2 separate regions of the Danio rerio genome follow, and region 1 is linked to region 2. The links are chromatin contacts, called in public Hi-C maps. All regions are on one chromosome and are shown on one strand. The core of a region is the stretch at or near the end of the contact, and the rest is flanking DNA. Distances in the headings are between cores, read along the strand shown.

Region 1 (7,018 bases), core at 2,077-4,576, 180 kb after region 2:
GCCTCAAAGACCCATTTAGAGTTAAGACTTATATTGTGCTTATAAACAGCCCAGCAGAAGCTAGTAAAGAGGAAAATGAAGGAAATGCGATATGCCAACGTCTGGGTTCTGACTCCCCTGGACACATGTAGATGCAGATAGAGCCCGTTTCTTTTTAACCATGTATTGTTAACAGGGAAATTCAAAGCACAGTTAAGGGCTGTTAAGAAATCACTGATGGGAGATTTTTTTTTTTGCTGTGAGTTGAAGGTTGTGTACAAATGCAGTTGGTGGAGAGCTGCTTGGAGAATGTATCCAAATTGGGCCCCTGAGCACTGGAGCGTGAGGGTTTATGAGTGGCCCTTAAACATTGCGCTCAACTGAGGACTGGCCTTCTAGTGGGTATTAACTGGATTGAGAAACGTTTTGGGTTTCACAGTCAACTACGATGACGTGCGTAAAGGTGACTTTCAACATTCAAAGATCTCTAAATTTGGCATTTTACTAGGAGGTATGGTGATGGAGTCAACTTTCTACACAGTGTGTTTAAATGATTGACATTTGACAGTCAATTAAAATCCATCTTGCGTTTAAAGAGTGAAAACATTTTAAAAGGCAGAGAACAAAAAACTGCAGCTACTTATAATAAATGGACTATATGATTATCATAGCCCATAATGGTATTGTGATATTTACACTGTAAAAAATTATCTACGCTGTAAATGTGCTGTGTTTTCTCTATTTTGTTATTCATATTTCTAGTTTTCACCTTTCATGTATGCATTTGAATTGCATTTTAGGATCTTGATCGTTCTTCCAACCACTTTTAACCTTGAAAAGTTTGAAAAAGTGACTTTCATGAACATTTTAATAGTTTAAAGTGATATATTGTTTGTGGGTGTTGTATATCATAATACAAATACCTTGTAATAAACTGCCAGTACATTTTAGCCGGAAGCTTGCTCTCTGCAACTCTCACATGGTCGCGCACCGAAGCTAAGGCTGCGCCTGTTCAGTACCTGGATGGGAGACCATATGGGTCAGCTAGGTTGCTGCCAGAAGTGGTGTTAGAGAGGCCAGCAGGGGTGCTCAACCTGCAGTCTGTGTGGGTCCTAACTCTCAAGTATATTGATGGGGACTCTATACTGCTAAACCAAGGTCCTGACTCTCTGTGGTCGTTAAAAATCCCAGGATGTCCAAAAGAGTATAGGCGTTTAACCCCGGCATCTGTCCATCATTGCCTCTTAACCATCCCCATGTCATAACTGGCTTTATTACTATAACTCATCAATCATCTGGTGTGTAGTGTGCGGTATGGCTTAAGATGGCTGCCATAGCATCATCCAGGTGGATGCTGCACACTAGTGGTAAACAAGGAGATTCCTCCCAAAAATATAACCACTTTGAGTGTCCATAAATGCTCTTTGTAAATGTAAGGAATTATTATTATTATTTTCTGGTATTTTACGAACTTCTTTCTCTATGTATTGTATTTCATATACATTATATAATTGCTATATAAGTACTAAAATCTTAATAATTGCCACTTTGTTAAACTGTAGAGTTGAAATTTTCAACATCAAAAGTCAACAGATTAGAGATTAAGGTCCCATAATCAATTCACAACCATATATAAACTGAAAACACTTGTGAATCACAAAATACTAAACCTGTTTATTAACAGATATTCGTTAAAGTGTATAGTAAAATATTTCAAGGAAAAATTAATAAAGGAGATTACAGCCAGCTATTTTAGCTTGGCAAAGAATAACAACATTTTTTTATTATTGCATACGTTTTAATTTAATTAAACTAGTTTAATTAAAACTTCTCTCTGTGAATTTTAGAATCCTTTTAAGCCCATAATGTGGTAGAAACTCTATTTCATAGTATTGTATACAGTGCTAATGACTATATGTTGAATAGAGTTGCATTAGAAAAATAGTTTATCCTAATAAGAATTGGTTTTAAGCCATGGAAATCATATTCTGTTGCAGTTGTGTGTTGATTCTCTGTACATTTCATCCATTAAATTATTTCCACTTTCGAAAGTTAAAGCCAAAATGTCCCAGAGATGGCTGCTGATATCTTGTCATTAGGAGACGGTGAAGAGGATTTTCATTTTTAAAAAGTATTCATAGCTACTAGCTAATGCATGTTTTGGGGTTCACTTATCTAACTAGCTTATACATTTAACTCTCTAAAAAAATCTATGATCCCTCTCATTCCTTAAGTCGAGTCCTAGAGTTTAATATACTATATAAAATATTTTGTTGGTGTGAAACAGTACCGTTAGCATATGGAAATGTTAAAGCTTCTGTTTTTTTCCTAGAACTCCAGAAAAAAAGTTTAAGTGATTCATGTTGTGAAGCTGCCAATCACAGCTGTCAATCATTATAGCATCAAATACCTTACTAAAAGCATAAACATTTCAATAGGCAAAGAAAAAGGGCTGCTTTCATAACCTATACTGCAGCCAGCCACCAGAGGGCACTCTTAATGTTTTGGCTTCAAATTTCTGAAAACATACACTTTTGCACATCCATTTTATCAAGCAAAGAATTTTACATTTTGATTTGCACAATATAAGGATTGTCAATGTCAAAATAAGGAATTTCCGACTTATTACTCAAGTTATTGCAACTACGAGTTTCACTTTTGGAAGTTGTGTGAGGGCGCCCTCCGGCATAGTATATAATGAAACAAAAAACTGCATGGGAAAATTTGGCACCATATTATAATGCTGATGGTTTATGTAATGTAATCATGTGTATACTTTTAATTTGTAAATATCATGGTTATTTTTAGTGCAATGCTTTTATATCGCAATTGTTGTCGCAGTATATGACCATACCCTTTTGGCAGATACAAATATACACAGCAAAATAATTTCATTAATATTTGCCTGTAGCTCATGATTCATAAGTGTGTTATGATTTTGATTAGTGTTATAGATCTTCATCTCTGCTCTGTCAACATTTGATGTTGAAATGTTTAACAATGTGACTTTTATTGATGTTTATTAAACAATATTTTTTTGTCTTTATATAATAAGTGTAATGACTGTGTAATTGTTCTTATACAATTTATTGTTTTAAACTGCTAAAATATGTCCATAAAAGTCGTGTAATTAAAGTGTAGAGAGCAAAATCTTCAACATCAAAAGTTATCAGAGAAGAGATCGATGTAATGCAATCCAAAAGCTTAAATAAACATCTGTGAATCATCATTCATGAGCTATATCTTCAATGGTTAATTTAACAGATCATATTTTTACAGTGTAGTTATTATTGCAGTTATGGCACGAAAAGATGCATACCTGATGGGAACAGGCCTTTCCAGCTATTGCTTGCTCTTACTTGTTTTAACACGGTACCATGATTATAACAGGGAACATCCCGTTCCTGCTGTACTGTCTTGTTAAGTAAAAATTATTAGCATGTCACCACTGCAAACAAACAGTTCCCACTCTGACTTTCTGTTTACATTCATGAGTCCTGCATATTTCTTTTCGGTCTTTTGATCTGCCTACTTTTTCCACCGGAAGACAGAAATCCTGTCCACAAAACGGCTTCAAATGATGTCCATTTAGAAGCTAATGAGTCCAGCTACCTCTGTCTAAACACAGAGGAGGAGTACAAAAGACAGAAAACCGCGTCGGTGTTACAGCGAAGAGAATATAATCTCTCTTCTGTGAACAACAATGCATAGTTTGTTCATGAATCACTGCGGTTTTGGCACATCCAATGTTATCTGACAGGATCTTATCTATGTCAAGCTTTTACATATCATTCCTCGGTTATTACGTTGTGCGCAGTTGCTTAGACTTGTAACTTAGTTCAGCATCTGATTTTATCTATTTAATTGCAGCACGTTCTTTGAAATATTTAGCAGTGGGTATTTAATTAGTGAATGTGTGTAGATATGTGGGAAGATTAAAAGGTTGAGGTATAAATGAGGGTGAAGTGGAGGGCCAGAAAAGCTTTGATTTTTCAGTTTGAGGCAGTGTTAGATCCACATTTATTTCTGACCCGAACAGTATGCTAACACACATCAAAAAAAGCTGATTCTTTTTTTTTTTGTTCTAGAAATGTTGCAGGTTCTTGCAAGAATGAGCTTGTTTTGTTTCCGCCAGCCTCTCATACTTTTGTTTTTATGTTATGGCAAAAACACCAGTGAAATCTCGAGATCTGCAGATGATAATGGTATGATGATGATGATGATGGTAATATAAAATAAACACCATCTCTTATGAAACCATAACATTTAGTCCACGTAGCTCATCTTTCTTTAACATCTGCTGTTATGTCTACCAGTGCAGGAGATCAGACGTCTGAAACGACTGGTTTTGACACGGCTATATATAATAGTGTTAGTTTGTAAAAACAAAATCAGCCTTCCCATAAATCCTATCAGTTCTCTTCTAAACACTGGTCAAGCTGCAGGATCATGCTTGATGCAAAGCTGGTCTTGAGAAAAATGTGACCATGCATTATACATAAGTGCCTGCTAAACACTGTATTGCACATCTCTGCAGATTCCAGTGTTGTAAGTTTTACTTTTTGGTTTCATCATTACAGATGAGGCTGTATTAAGTGTTCAAAATAAAGATTGACTTTTTTTTAATAAAATGCATTTGAAGCATTATTTTAAATAATATTGACAGATTTTGTTGGCAAAATGTCTGGGGTCTGGTGTGCTTTGTGTTGTGTTCATGTAATTGCTGTGTCGTAATGTCCCATGTGTTGTGGTTCATGTGCTTTTATGTTATGTGTTTCCTTTATTCTGTTTTCCCGACATTTGTTAGTTGCATTAGTTCCACCTGTGTCGCACATCTGTATGTATTCAGTTTAATCATGTCTTGTGTATTTAATCCCCTGAGCAATTTGGCCTAAAATCAAAATCCTGAATAACTGAACATTTTAACTCGATCATGATAATTGAACGATTATTTTGTTTATTTACACTATATACTATCTGTGATTATTTTGTTTATTTACACTATCTACTATCTATGATTATTTTGTTTATTTACACTATCTACTATCTATGATTAATTATTGAACATCAATGTTGAGCAACTTAAATTAATCTGTGCCACCCACGCTTGTCACCATTATCAAACCGACAAATTACAAAGCTACCCTACGCGTCTTCACAATGTATAGTTACATTTTTTGAGAGGTGTGCCGTACCATATGCATGCACTCGGCTCAGAAGTATAATCCACGGTACAGAAAGTGATTGAAAAAAATTTGTTTGGAAAATTTTTGATTGATTTTAGGTTGTGAATGTTGATTTCAATTACTTTTCGATTAATCGCCCAGCACTATGTTATTCCAGTGTCACAACTCCTTGTCCTACCTGCGGTTGATTTTGCTATTGTTTTGATAATCCTCATTTGACAAGCTTTACTGCATAGTACATCTGTGACACATATGGCCCTGGAAATAAATTGTAACTTTAAAAAGTGAAAAAAAACGAAAGTTATTAATATTATTATTATTATTTGTTTGTATTTATTGATTTAGTGACGTTTGTCAGTTTACAAAATGTTGCAAAATTATAAAACAGAGGTCCTAACAGGCAACACTGCATAGTATTAAGGCTTTTTTTTTCTCAAATTTATCTTGACGTTAGTTTAGTCGAAATGACTACCCAGAACCACCCACTTTATTTAAAGTTTTGCCTCCTGCCATCAGGCAGAAAGTATACTTATACTAGACAGGCAAGGTCCAATAGATATTTGTATTCATTTGTTCCAACTGCAGTTGGCTTACTAAACAAGCGTTACGTTTTTTTTTCTCCATGAGTAATTGTATTGTTTACTGTTATTTTTTGTTGTTGTTGAGTGTGACTTGTTGCTGTCAACTGTCGGCTATTGCTGTAAACCTAATTACCCTTCGGGGACGATAAAGATATTTTAATCTAATCTAAAAGACTTTTTCTAAAGTGGCTTACAAAAGATGAATAAAGCAGTTTATCAAAGAAACAGCAAGATACTTTTTTACCAGTAAAAGATCTGTTGGTCTCAGCAGAGGTTTAGAGCAGGATTATTTAAAAGACTTCTTGAAAATAGTTTACTATAATCTTGTTTTGTATTCATAGGGGCAATAGGCCTGTCTACAATCTATTTTTTTGTTGTAAGATATATCGCACCAAAATATATAGTGCTAAACGATATTATTGTCATTTTAAGACCATTTCATGCCACTCATTATATAGAGAATGACAATATAATATTACAATGCATGTACACTATTCCAAAGAACACAGTATTTTACTCTTTAAGAATATTTAATTTATTATTGTCATTTTATCAATTTAATAAATAGGCACTGGAATCTAAATGTGAAAACGCGTATCCTAAACAAATAAATAATAATAAATGTTAACAATAAAGTGCAAAGTAAAAGTAACAGAACCAATTGAGCATTGAGTCAATGTATTGTTCCTGAGCATGTCCATCTCTTTATGACCACAGTGTACCCATCTTCTGATGGCTACTTAAAGCGGGATAACGTGCCATATCATAAAACGCAAATCATCTCAGACTAGTTTTTTGAATATGGCAATGAGTTCACTGCACTCAAATGGCCTTTACAGTCACCAGATCTCATTCCAATAGAGCACCTTTGGGATGTGGTGGAACGGGTGATTCACATCATGAATGTGCAGCCGACAAATCTGCAGCAACTGCATGATGCTATCATGTCAAAATCTCTATGGACTATTTCAAGTACCATGTTTAATCCATGCCATGAAGGATTATGGTGGTTCTGAAGGCAAAAGTGGGTCTAACCCAGTACTAAAAGGTGTACCTAATAAAGTGGCCGATGAGTGTTGCATCATCGAAAATGATTGAAGTCATCTACATATGTTGTGCGATAAGTTGATATATTGATTATTGTGACAGACCCAAGGAGCAAACATTATTTCAGTCTTTTACCTGCTATGAATTCAAGTTTCTCATGATTTTATGGTTTTGCTAAATGTGCACCATCAACCCACAATGTCTTTTTAACAAGTTAAGTTGAAC
Region 2 (6,417 bases), core at 1,575-4,074:
TGTTTACGAACGTAAACATTAGGTCAACAGGTTACACTGTAACCCTGTGTCCTAACAACACTCTATGTGAAGAGATTTGCAGTGATAAGCAATTAGACGGTTTGCATCAGATGAAACGCCACAGAAAGTTATAATATCCATTCAGTAGCACTGAAAAGTGCTATAACTGCACTCCAACAAAATAAATTTTACAATCAAATGAATACATATTAAACCTTTTTAACATTATAAAATATACATGTTAAATCACTGATATGTGTTGGCTTGCATCGAGTCATTTCATTCATTTTCTTGTCGGCTTAGTCCCTTTATTAATCCAGGGTCGCCACAGCGGAATGAACTGCCAACTTATCCAGCAAGTTTTTACGCAGCGGATGCCCTTCCAGCCCCAACCCATCTCTGGGAAACATCCACACACACATTCACACACTACAGACAAGTTAGCCTACCCAATTCACATGTACCGCATGTCTTTAGACTGTGGGGGAAACCGAAGCACCCGGAGGAAACCCACGCAAATGCAGGGAGAACATGCAAATTCCACACAGAAACGCCAACTGAGCCGAGGCTCGAACCAGCGACCTTCTTGCTGTGAGGCGACAGCACTACCTACCCACTGCTTCACCCCTTTGCATCGTTTCACAGATCTAAATTTCAATTTCAATCAGTTTTCAGATTTTCAACAGTTCTTAAACAGATTTTCAAGATCTCCTGCTGCTTTCAGTAGTATGACAATATATGTCATGTAAAATGGCATTCAAACTTGCGTTATTTGCATTTAACACTAAATAAAGCACATGAGGTATACCTGATGTGATCGCTGTCAGTTTTCTAAAATAAAATAAAAATTTCAGGTGCTGGTCAGGACAAAAACCTCCTTTTAATTTGGAAATTTACCATAGCTTTTATTTAAAACATAATTTAAATTTTTGCCTTTGTTGGTGTCGTCAATCTGACAACCTGCTCTTGCGTGTGTTTTGAACCAGGGGTGCAATACCTTTTTCCACCACTGGGTGTCAAACTTACATACTGCACCTTCAAGCAGCTTATATAAAATTAGTTAAAATGACACAGTTCATAAATTTAGGTTTTATATTAAATCCACTTCAATTTGTAAAAGCAATTATGTTAACCTAGTGGATGTGTGTTGGTACAAGATGAGGGAATTATGTGGAACACAGCATTTTTAACAGTGTGTAACTTTTTGAATTAGTAACTTATTCAAATTCACTTGTATGATCTCATTCATACATTGTAGAATGATTTGCTCATCACCAGTGAGGGGTAGGGTTAGGAGTAGGTTTTGGATGCCTGCCTCCTTTTAAAAACTGTACATTTTCATACGAATGAAGTCATGTTAATCTATACGAATTTCTAACTTTTCTGACAATACATTAAATAATTACTTTTCCTCATGAGATCAGGCTGGCTTTTCAGAGAGTTTAAGAAACTGCTGATCTGCTGTGATTTTTCATGCACAACCATCTCCAGGGTTTACACAGAAAAAGAGAAAATATCCAGAGCACTTCTGTGAGAGAAAAATGTCTCGTTGATTCCAGAGGTCAGAGAAGAATGACCAGTCTGGCTCGAGCTGATAGAAAGGCAACCTAACCATTTGTTCCAATTAAGGTCTACTGAAGAGCATCTCAACACGTACAACCTTGAACACAAAAACTGAGGCTAAAATTGGGCAATAAAAATTGGTCTGATGATGACTCAATTTCTACCACCACATTTGGATGGTATTGTCAGAATGTGCTGTAAACAACTTAGAAGTATGGATTCACCTTACCATTTTGTTTTTCACATTGTTGTTGGAGGAATAGTTGGCTGGGGAATTTTTTTTTATTGGCAGCTTTTTGGTTATTGCAGCAGAGCTTGACACTCCATATAATCGTGTAATATCTTGTGATGTCTACTTCCAGTAGGATAACACAGTATGTCACAAAGCTCTAATAATCTCAAACTGGATTCCTGATCTTGACAATGAATTCTCTATAGTCAAATGGCCTCCACAGTCACCAGAACTCAATCCAACAGAGCACCTTTGATATGTGCTGGAACAGGAGATTCACCTCATGGATATTCAGCTGACAAATCTGCAGAAACTCTGTGATGCTCTTACGTCACTATGGATCAACATCATCTTGGGTCTAAATTAATCCTACATCCTTCAAAATGCTCTTACGCATCTATTGCTTAGCATTTTAGGCACCATGTTGAATGTACTCCATGAAGAATCAAGAACTTTTAGACTAAAATATGGCTTTCTCTAAATATCCATGGACCAGATAACATCTCTAAACTACAACATTATTAATGTGAAAATTTTTATTTGCAGAAAAGTTTCAGTCATCTTGGGTCTAGCTAAATCCTACAACTTCCAAAAAGCTCTCAAGCATCTATTGCTTAGCATTTTAGGCACCAAATTGAACTACTCCATGAAGAATTAAGACTTTTCAGGCTGTAAAATAAAAAACTAAACTATAGTATAAAAAAACTAAACTATATATATATATATATAAAAAACTACAATAATATTAATGTGAAGAACTCGTATTTGGTTACATTCCTCTTGGGTCTAGCTATATGCTATCTCCAAAATGCTCTTAAGTATTTATTGCGATGTAATTTTAGCGGTCTAAAACTTGTTGGTGGTTGCACAACACATCAGTATTAATCCAAAAAAATTGGTACAATGTTATTTTGTACTGATTACACATACTCCACAAACAGACCCCCAAAGCTCAGTGATACGCTTGACCTGCGCAGTGTCCGTTCTCCACAAGGGGACGCTCTGTTCTGTGTAAGCTCCTGTCAAAACACTATGGTATGTATGATGTCATGTGTCTGGTGTCTGTAACCTTTTCCCATGCATTGCAGGCACATTAGCATTAACTCAGCACACAGTGACACAGGACATCCTGGACAGAGCTGTATACAAACAGGACAGGCTGAAATGAAGCAGGATTCCTTGTCAATCCCTATATCCTGCTTTTCCCTGCCCCACCTGCAATTCTCCCACTCTCCAGACCCGCACGGAAATTTGTGCCTGCCGCCTATAAAACACTCTGTTTATTTAAAACATGCATCAATCAAAAGTTCTTGCATATTGGTTTGTCAAATCTTTAACCTATTAGATGATGTTTTAAAAACCAATAAGTCTGTATTATACGTATTACATTGCTTAATTATGTACATTCAACAGAAAGTAATATGACAAATATCTGTTTTAACCTTACACTCAACTTAAATGCTACGGGAACAGACTCACTTGTAAACATACAGCAGTCCATAAACGTAAATTACACTGTCAGAGGGTGACAAAGGGAGGAGGGACTGGACTCTTGTTTAACTCCATTGAGTTGGACTCATAAAACATTTTTAACCACACAATTCTTTGCAAGTACTGTTTTCTTATTTTTAAGCTTTCAAAAATATATTGGATATACACACTGCCAAACCTCACAGTGAAAATCACTAAATGAAATAAGTTAGCTTAACTTATAATCTTTTAAAATGTTTGACTCATTGAAAAAGAGTTATTGTAACTCAAACTGAATATATAAATATATTCATCTATGTAAATACAAGAAAACAACATTAACATTATAGCAGACACTGTAAAAAGGTCATTCCCAGCCACTAGACTTTTCTGACAGAGTATTCGAGCGCCATCGAGTGACATAATGTTGTGGAACTACTATACATGAGTTATTATTATGCATTATAGATAACGAAATTTAGCGTTTTTTTTATTTTAGCAGTTTTTATTTAAAAACATGATGGTAAAACACGAACGCCATTATGATTACATAAAAACATATGATTTGTTAAAATTGAAATAATGACAAAAAATACTAATTTCTCCATCTCCTGACTTCCATGTGCAGTCATGCTGTTGTTGTAGCTGGTGTATTCTGGGAAATATTCTTACCCCTTGGTTTTGAGTGTGGGCCTGAAAAATCTCAGTATCGAGGGATATTTAGCCCTTTCCCTAAGCCCTACGCCTTCAAGCTATATAGCATTGGGACACCCCTACCCCTTTATGTGAATGCGCAAAACAAGGGGTATGGGTAAAGCTTGGTTAATACTTCTATGTCGAGTGATTGGCGTGACCCATGGCGCATGCCTTGCACAATATCGAACATTTATACTTCTGCGTGCTGCTTGTGTTGCTCTGCAATAACACTTGCGAACCGCTAGCTGGCAGTGAGGTTTTTATGTTCATCAGTGTCGAGTTTCTTGGTTGGTGTTTTGTTTATTTTCTGAACACTACCTTATTGTAGAAGTAGCTCAAACTCGCTCATTTTGAGGCGGGAACCAGGAGACGTGCAACAACTTTAATCATAAGGCAAACACAAAAAAAGACTTTCCACCTCCTTCACAAGACTTGACACTTCGCTTGACACTCAACAATCGCTCTAACGGGTTTGCACGGCTCTCGGTCCCGCCCACACTCGACAGCGATACCAAGCCGACCAATCACAAAACTTCCGCTGTGCTTCACTGCGATGTGTAGTTAAATTTTTTGAGAGGTGCTCATCAGCGATGATGGCAACAGCAAGGGCCATGAGTCCACGCGGAGGCTGCACTGGAGCACACACATTCGCTTGACGCAGATGTATAAATCAAGTATAATTCAAGTAGAAGGGCTAAGAGGTAGAATTGGGATTGGGCCTTAATAGCTGGCAAAATGTTCAAGTTACTAATATTCTAAAAGTTTGATGATAACAACACAAATGATATATGTATATGTGACACAATATAATAAGTTTACAGTACTCAAACCATTTTGTTTCAAAACTTGAATGGTTTGCCACAACAGTTTAAGTTAACTTATTGGGTTTTACAGTATAGTGAAAAAAAAATTCTGAAGGAAATGCTTAATAAGTAAACAGAATATAGTCCAGTACAGATTACTGGATTTTGCAGTTTAAATTAAATCAATTTACATTTATCAAGTCAGCTAAAAAGTGTTATTTCAGAAATAAATTCAGAACTAACAGTTTTAACGAAAGTGGCAAAATATAAATAGTTAAATAATATAGTCACATAATTAGGGTTTTGGGGGGCTGTACTGTGAGCCTTAAATTGATTCTGGTAATACATAACCAAATGAGTCTTTTTGTTAAAGAGTTTTGGTATAGAAACTATACCAAAAAAAATGATTACACCTTTATTGTTTTGATGCCTAAATCTCCTTTTGTCTTTGACCCATATGCAGGCATAATTTTTGTTATTAAATACTGCATTCCTCCTGTTTTATGTATGTATTTTACAAATAATATTTAAGGCTTAGCTTGCCTTTCTTGTAAGGAAACTTCTATCTACGGAAAGGAAATTCTGCAAAGATTTATTTAAATTCTATGATCCTCTCCAAAATGAATTATTGCCTGATAAGTTGGTCTAACACACAATCTAGTGTTAAAACTACTGGAATATTATATAAACAACTGCTTACAATTTTAAAATAAAATATTATACTGGCGTGGTAGGTAGTGCTGTCGCCTCACAGCAAGTAGGTCGCTGGTTCGAGCCTCGGCTGTGTCAGTTGGCGTTTCAGTGTGAAGTTTGCATGTTTTTCACGCGTTCACGTGGGTTTTTTTCAGGTGCTCCGGTTTCCCCCACAAGTCCAAAGACGTGGTATAAGTGAATTGGGTGAGCTAAATTGTCTGTAGTGTATGAGTGTGAATGGATGTTTCCCAGAGATGGGTTGCAGCTAGAAGGGCATCCGCTGCGTAAAACGTGCTGGATAGGTTGGTGGTTCATTCCACTGTGGCGACCCCAGATTAATAAAGGGACTAAGCCGAAAAAGAAAATGAATGAATGAATGATTTTCTTTTAATATATTTATTATGAATAATATATTAATATAAATACATGTAACTTTTGATTGATGCATGTATTGATATATGTTAATAATACCTATAAGATAAAAAAAAAAAAACTGTTTACTTTTCATCACTGTACTATTTTAAAAAACCCATAGCCTGCTTAGTTGGGAAAACATCATTAAGTTTAAAAATGGTTGTTTAGCTTACAAGAGTATGCATGGTTTAACTCCTTCCCTTCTTTCTGACTTTTCCCTGTTTAAATCTGTAGAAAACAGTGTGACTCGGGGAACAGCTAGAGCATATTGTATTATTTCACTTAGAAAGATGTCTTTTGGTCAAGATTGTTTTTCTTTTAAACCATCACATTTCACTCAATTTTAGTTTGAATTTGTATTTTTATTGGTATGGCCGTAACATAACATGTGGCAATGGAACCACCAATTACAATTGGTCTTTGGGCTAGTTTGGGTACATTTACGTTCTTGGTGAACATTGATTAATGTACACTGTACCTTTGTTGTAAATAAACTTAAGAGTAAGAATCTCTGACCATTTATATTTGGAAAAAATATATATTCTC

Evidence for each region. Hi-C and Micro-C count contacts between places; a contact is called where the count stands out from the background.
Region 1: a Hi-C map of embryo shows a contact between it and region 2, with 2.6 times the contacts expected there. The contact joins two enhancer-like sites. A contact is called at or near these places in 1 of 18 Hi-C or Micro-C datasets (embryo) and 1 of 4 datasets of contacts at active chromatin or transcription factors (caudal fin).

What each region holds. Positions count from the first base shown.
Region 1 is chr21:22,010,860-22,017,877 of GRCz12tu, forward strand. The region is part of intron 3 of LOC141379854 (a long non-coding RNA gene); the gene reads left to right. Among named protein-coding and RNA genes, the nearest start is that of gadd45gb.1, 32 kb to the right of the region's middle. Within about 2 kb of position 3,327, at least 3 of the 62 cell types and tissues checked have an H3K27ac peak or open chromatin away from gene starts, as enhancers often do.
Region 2 is chr21:21,831,772-21,838,188 of GRCz12tu, forward strand. No RefSeq gene overlaps it. Among named protein-coding and RNA genes, the nearest start is that of efna5a, 36 kb to the right of the region's middle. Within about 2 kb of position 2,825, at least 21 of the 62 cell types and tissues checked have an H3K27ac peak or open chromatin away from gene starts, as enhancers often do.